Regions from separate parts of the Rattus norvegicus genome. Here region 2 is linked to region 1. A link is a contact called in public Hi-C data. All regions are on one chromosome and are shown on one strand. The core of a region is the stretch at or near the end of the contact, and the rest is flanking DNA. Distances in the headings are between cores, read along the strand shown. Region 1 has its middle 17 kb from the start of Gpr37l1. Region 2 overlaps Lmod1 (leiomodin 1).

What was found. A called contact is a pair of places that touch in the nucleus more often than the background predicts.
Region 2: a Hi-C map of the A7r5 cell line shows a contact between it and region 1, with 2.8 times the contacts expected there. The contact joins two enhancer-like sites. A contact is called at or near these places in 12 of 12 Hi-C or Micro-C datasets (the A7r5 cell line, the Rat2 cell line, Schwann cells and 7 more) and 1 of 1 datasets of contacts at active chromatin or transcription factors (oligodendrocytes).

Annotation. Positions count from the first base shown.
Region 1 is chr13:49,172,021-49,175,395 of GRCr8, forward strand. No RefSeq gene overlaps it. Among named protein-coding and RNA genes, the nearest start is that of Gpr37l1, 17 kb to the left of the region's middle. Within about 2 kb of position 1,656, at least 11 of the 93 cell types and tissues checked have an H3K27ac peak or open chromatin away from gene starts, as enhancers often do. A contact at or near this core is called in the A7r5 cell line and Schwann cells, where this site is marked.
Region 2 is chr13:49,345,486-49,348,860 of GRCr8, forward strand. Lmod1 (leiomodin 1) reads left to right here. Exons shown (of 3, transcript NM_001107179.2): 3 at 503-2,485. The coding sequence ends at 529. Among named protein-coding and RNA genes, the nearest start is that of Shisa4, 8.4 kb to the right of the region's middle. Within about 2 kb of position 1,521, at least 16 of the 93 cell types and tissues checked have an H3K27ac peak or open chromatin away from gene starts, as enhancers often do. A contact at or near this core is called in the A7r5 cell line and Schwann cells, where this site is marked.

The sequences.
Region 1 (3,375 bases), core at 406-2,905:
GAGAGGACGTCCTCTCTGCCGAGGTTGGATGGACAGCAGATAGCTGAGCAAAAATGTCTGGACATGGGAAATCGATGGAACCCAGAAAAGTCCGTCGTCCGTTTAGATGCCTCCCGTGCTTGCTGGATCCTATCTTCTTCCTAGGTGTAGAGCAGGATCCCTTGGAACAAGTGAACAAGGGTCTCAAGTGAAGAAAGAAGAGATCAGCTTTCTTTGAGCTTTCTGTGGCTTTCAGGGAGAGGGCTCCTAGTTTCTGAGATCTACCTTGGGGAAGATTTCTAATATTTATCACTGAGTTTGGAAGAACAAAAGGTGAGGAGACTTAAAGGCAGGAACTGACTTGAAGCCTTCAGGGCTTCTACAGAGTCTGTACCTTACTGAACTACTTGGGGGTATCATGTTCTGAGCCCCAACATAAGGTTATTAGCGTCCTGGACTAATGACTCCCTATACCAGTTCAACACAGGGAGTGTCCCAACCTGGCTTGCTGTGCACACCTCCTCGGAGTAAACAGCCGCCTTGGGGCTCTCGCCACTTTCAGGGTGTCCTTACCTCTGCCTGGTGTCCTCAGGGTAAGGGTTGGGCAGGGCTGCTCCACCAAACAATGCTGGGGGTGGCGGCAGGGAGAATTGAAAGCGCCAGTGACCAAGGAAGACTAAGGGCGGGGGAGGAGATGAGAGACCATGGACTCAGGTACTACGTGGCTTGGTGGGGTTCACTTGGAGCCTTTTTCTCCCCACTCTCTTTACCTTGCTAGGAACTCTACTTTATCTTGACCCTTGGTCACCTGCGGGGGTGAAGCCAGCAGAGTCCTGGGTCTCGAGCCTGAAGTCCAGTATCTTTCCCCTCTGGGGTGAGGTGACCAGGCACACCTATGCCTCCCTCCCTGGAGTAAACAGCAAGTGGAAGGCCCAGGGCAGGGGTGGGGTGAGGCTGAAACTGGGTGCTGAGGGCAGGGTGAGTCATGTGCTTGCATTGTAGCTGTTAGGGACTAGAGGGAGAGTGGAGCCTGAGCCAGAACAGGACCAACTGGGTCCCCTACTCCACCCACCCTCATCCCCGACTCCTTGAACTGGCATTTGAAAACGATCCTCCAACCTCTCCACCCTCTTTTGGGCTCTCTTTGTTTTGTTGAGGAAGGAGGCTGACCCCTAGAGATTTTCCAGAGAGGACAGACGGCTTATCTAGAGACACAGAGAGCCCTCTTAGGGATCCAAAATCATCTATGAGTTTAAACCCCAGAGCCACAGATCTTCTCTGTCCCGCTGGGACGAGGACTCCTGAGGGTCTGCAATTACACTCGTGGCTAGGATGCAGCCAAGCCACCGTAGTTCCTGGGTGGAGTGGATCAGCTCCTTGCCGTCATCGAGAGTCACCAATCCCTGGAAGCCCTGCCCAGCAGTGTGACCTCACAGGACCGGATCCCTTGTGTCCTGAAGGGGGGAAAGAAAGATCTGATTCAATCCTCGAAGCTCCACAGTGCAGTCAGATGGGGTAGGTCTGTCAGCTGCGGGGTTACTGGTACTGTCTACTGCCCACCTTCCAGGAGCACCTGCCCTGAGTGACTGAGTCAGCTCTTTCGCGGTACTGGGTTGTGAATAACTCCGGTCAAACTTTTGCTGACAGCACATAGTATTGTGGTTAAGTGGTGGAATTTTGAGAATTCTTGGTATCGGTCATCCTGGTTCCTCACCAATCAGCTGTGAGATCTGGGCTGGGCCTGACCTCACTGAATGTCTGCTGTAAATCAGGACTGACAATCCCTACCCATGGATTGTTGTGTAGATTAAATGAAATGACCTGCTGTCCCTCAGGCACAATGCCTGGCATGGACTCACAACCAGTGTGTGTGAGCGCATGCGTGGTACTAGTGGGACTGGATTCAGGGCATGCTAAGTGTTCATTCATTTTCCTGCTGAGGTAGCATCCTCAGGGCCTTGGCTCAACATTTGTGAGAAACACACACACACACACACACACACACACACACACACACACACACGTAGTTAAAAATTTTAACATCTCTTTTTCTTCTTTTCTTTTTTTTCTCTCTTGGTTTTTCAAGACAGGATTTCTCTTTGTGTAGCCCTAAATGTCCTGGGACATACTCTGTAGACCAGGCTGGCCTGGAACTCACAGATCCATTTGCCTCTGCCTCCTGAGTGCTGGGATTGTATGTGGTATATTCTTTCTGGCCTTCACTTTCTCGACCTGGCTTCCTAGAGCCAGATGGGGCACAGTTCTGAACAAGCTGACTGACTTGTCATGTAGCTTCTTCTGAACTGCAGACTCTTGGGGACCAGGATGCACAGAGGAAGCCAGAAAACAGAGAAAGCTGCTTACCTGCTCTTCTTCCTGACTGGAATTCTCTGAGGCTACCCACAGCCATCTTTACCAGTTAATTTAATGCCGGCTTCTACAGAGTCGAACACAGGCTTTGGCTCCCATTAGGACGCTGACCCTGGACAGCTTGCTCTCAAAGCAGTGTGTAGCACCCTGCCATCGGTTTCTGCAGGCTACCCCCCTCCCCCTCGCACCCCTGCTACTAATCTGTCACGGTCTGTCCTTGCAGCCTCCTTACCCTAGCCACAGATTGTCTCAGCTTCCCTAGATGGGAACTTCTCTGTCCTCTAGAGTAGATCTGTCAGTACCACCTCCCAGTAGGGATGGGAGAGTAGCTATGGAGAGGACTACGTGGTGCTCTCCAGGTGGCAAATGCTTTGGCCTTCACTAAAAGTCTGCTGTTGACCAGGAAGTACCGATTTCTCGACCAACTTTTAGATTTAATTAATTAGTTAGTTAGTTAATTAGTTAGTTAATTTTTTTTTTTTTTTTTTTTTTTTTTTTTTTTTTTTTTTTTTTGCTGTGGCTTTGTTCCTTCTCTCCACTGTGCTGGGGTGTTGGCTGCGGCACTGTTGTAAGTCAGGACTGTAAGGGGGATGGGCAGCGAAGGATCGGACAACAGAAAGAGACTAGCAGCAGGACAAAGCCCACCCTGAGGCCTAGGATCTATCAGCACAGATAAATGGACCTCCTTCCTAGTCATATTTAGTTAACTAGCCAAACTAATGAAAGGCACTCTAGGGTACAAAGAATTCAGTAGCCCAGCACGTAGTGAGGAGAACATTTCCATAGAATATAGCTCTTTGTCTTTCCAAACTCCAGGGGACCTTGGTGAGGCCAGCCCAGCCAAGGTCAATCTCTTGAAGACCCAGCCCCATAGTACCCAGGGCTTTAAAGGTGTAAAGGCCTGCTGGGTTAGCCTTTTGATTCCAGTCTAGGTATTCAGAGACCTGTCTCCAACACACACACACACACACACACACACACACACACACACACACACACACACACACAAAAGGTGTGGAGACTCAA
Region 2 (3,375 bases), core at 271-2,770, 170 kb after region 1:
CGATTCTCACATCCTTGCCTCCCTGCCAGTCCCACGTGAGTGACAGAGCCCAGAAACATTTGCCTTTCTGACTGGACACTTGGCTTTCCTCACCATCATTTGTGACTAAAGACCAAAACATAGAGGGGAAGGCAGCTGTGATCCAGAGGCTTCTTGCTGACATCTGTTTTGGTTTGTCTTTTAAAGATTTATTTATTTAATGTATATGAGTACGCTGTCGCTGTCTTCAGACACACCAGAAGAGGGTATCGGATCTCATAATGGTTGTGAGCCACCATGTGGTTGCTGGGAATTGAACTCAGGACCTCTGGAAGAGCAGTCAGTGCTCTTAACTGCTGAGCCATCTCTCCAGCCCCAGCATATGGTTTTTGCAGAACATTCATCCCACAGACACATGCTGAGGTGTTTGCGTGGTGTCCTTTGGCAGGGAAGGAAAGTGAGTTAGACTCTAGGGTACGGTGTTGGATTCCTTGAGCTAACCCATCTCTGCTTTGCCTTACAGGTAGAGGTGCCCAAGCTGCTTCAATAGGACAGGCAGCCAGGCATTGGTACCAATGCCTGACTGCCTAGACTCTTGTTCCAGGGCTACACAGACCCCCGCCACCCCACCCTGGCTGAGCTGCTACAGCTGCCCCTGTCCACCATGGGAGAGCTCGAGACCTGGGCCGCGCTCGAGGGAGGACACCTCATCTCTTCTCCCTTTCCTTTTCTTGTCTCTGAGGCTCTTCAAAAATTGCTTTGAAACCTGGAGCTGGAGTGAAGTGTCGGGACAAGAGGAGTCCTTTAAGTACGTCACAGAGAAGATGTCTCCCAGGGACCACATATCCACCCCAGCCTCACTGCCTCCAGGGCCAGGATTCAGGCCTCTGAGGAGCCCTTGGGGCCAAGCGGCTGGGCCAGTGGCACTCCATGGGGCAGAGGTAGAAAGATGGAGGGCAAGGGAGTCGGAAGGCAGAGCAGGAGGGCTGGGAACACTATAAAGCCTCCATCTGATGTGCCTGGGCAGCGGACATGGTTGGACAGTACCTGAGAGAAGGTAGGCTCCAGCTGGGAGTAGACAGACAGACAGCAGCTGGACCTGAAGGGTTGATGCCAAAGCAGACGTTTCCTTCACACCACCTGCTGCTGTATAATAGCTATATATCTGTTTTTCCATAAGATTTTGATAATATATACAAACCTTTAGCTGCGAGTGGCTATACCTCACCTTTTCTTCATGTGTTAATGGTTCTAATGTTCACCCCGGGTTCCCTAGAAGGCCTCCAAAAGCTCAGGGTCCCTGCCAAACCATTCAAGGTGACCATAGACAGAGAGGGCAATATGGGGGAAAGCTTGAACTCTTGAGACAACCTCCCGACCTGGTGTTGCAGGTCTGTTCCTCGCCAGTCTCTTTGCCTCGTATCTGTGCCCAGAGATGTTCTCAGGGGCAGAGAGTCACACAGGGCCCTGGCGATGGCTATATAAGGCACGTTCAGGGATGACCATTCCGTGACTCTTCCTACTGTAGGCTCAGGGCCAGTTCTTCACAGCAGTTACAGGCGAAGGAAGGCAGAGTGAGTCAGAGTGACTCAGGGAGGGACACCAGTGTGACTTAGGGCATGCTCCCACTGGAGGCATCACTGGGGATCTATGGAATACTGTTCCAACTAGGGATGAAGCCCAGCGTCAGCTCCCATGCCTAGCATGGAGGCCTTGGTTTCCATCTCCAACATGATCTCTTTCTGACTTACTGGCCTGAAGATTACTGTGCCACCATGAAATTACCACCTTGGTTCTGGGTCACAGACATCTGTCTGTCTGTCTGTCTGTCTGTCTGTCTGTCTGTCTCTCTCTTTCTCTCTAGAAGCAGAGAGGAAAGCAGTTGGAATATGGGTGGGGTCCCACCTCCCTAAGGAAGTAGGATAGCTGTTGTAGGTCTGGCTAAAATCAGAGAGGGCCTACTCATATCCCAGGGTACCTTCTGATTCCATTCCTTCCCCACCCCATTACTGCTTAAGTAATGGGCTGGCCCAGGGGAGGAGATATCCCAGCGCTGGCTCCCAGATCTCAAAGATCGTGATTTGGAGCCAAGCCCACGAGCTTGCATCTGATGGTGCAGGGCACTAGGTAGATCTTTACAGATGGTTGTGAGCCACCATGTGGTTACTGAGATTTGAACTCAGGACCTGTGGAAGAGCAGTCAGTGCTCTTAACCGCTGAGCCATCTCTCCAGCCCCCACTAGGTAGATCTTAAGGGTGCTTCTGCTTATCTTCCAACTCTGCGAGGTGGAAGCCAATAGCCTCACTGGTTTGCAGATAGAAATTAATCAGCTTCACATGGGTACATGGCTGATAAGAGGCAGGACCGAAGTCTTCACTCCTCTCTGCTGCTGAAAAATGGACCAGTGATAGTTTTTCACAATGACATTGGAAGCCAAACAGAAATATAGATAGGTAGATGATAGGTAGATAGATGTCGATGTAGATATAGATATCTTCCTCTTCTCTATGTAGTCTTGGCTGACTTAGAACTCCCTACATAAAGCAGGCTAACTTCGAACTCACAAACATCTGTTTGCCTCCACAGGGATTAAAGGTGTGTGCTACCACACCCGGCCAATCTCCAATCTTAAAGTCTCCTTTATAACTTTTCACCTTTGCTTTCTTGTTTGTTTGTTTGTTTGTTTGTTTGTTTACTTAGCTGGAAACACGATTTAGGCGGGGTGGGGACTGGAGTCACACACACTCCCCAACCCTCTGCCTCCCAGAGCCCATTAAGCCTGGAATGATGTAATCACAGAATTCTAAGTGCCTTTAAACCTGATGTGGGGGCGCAGCGCCACCTCGAGGAGAACTGCGTCCCAGGCTCTTCTGCTCCAGAGAGCAGCCTAAAGCTTGGACCTGGAGCTGGCTGCGGAGGTCAGAGAAGACCAGAGATGCGGAAGGGAAGCTAGCCCCACCCTACGCGACTGTCGGTGCGGTACCGGACCCGCTCGAGGTGCGGGGCGGATGCTTGAGCTCAGGACACGCGGGATTCGCAGAAGCGTTTCTGTCGGCTCCGCGAGTTCTGCTGTCCGCCTGAGGAACCTGAACCCGGAGTCACGCGTCTAGCGGGTTTTTCCTTCCTAAAACCGAGGAAGGTCAGAACTAGCATTAGAAAAGATCTATCCCCATCTATCACCTACGTTTTACGCGGGGGAGGGGCGAGCAGAGAGGTTCAAAGAAAGCAAATGATTCGTTCAAGTTAATGAATCCAGACTCAACTCCAGGTCGCTCCCCCAACCCCCACCCTGTGAGAGCAGGTCTTCTAGATCCAAGAGAAGCCAACACCTGACCTCAGCCTTTTTTAGCATCCGTCCTGTTCTTTCTGAGGTTCCATTACATGCCTACTGCCCC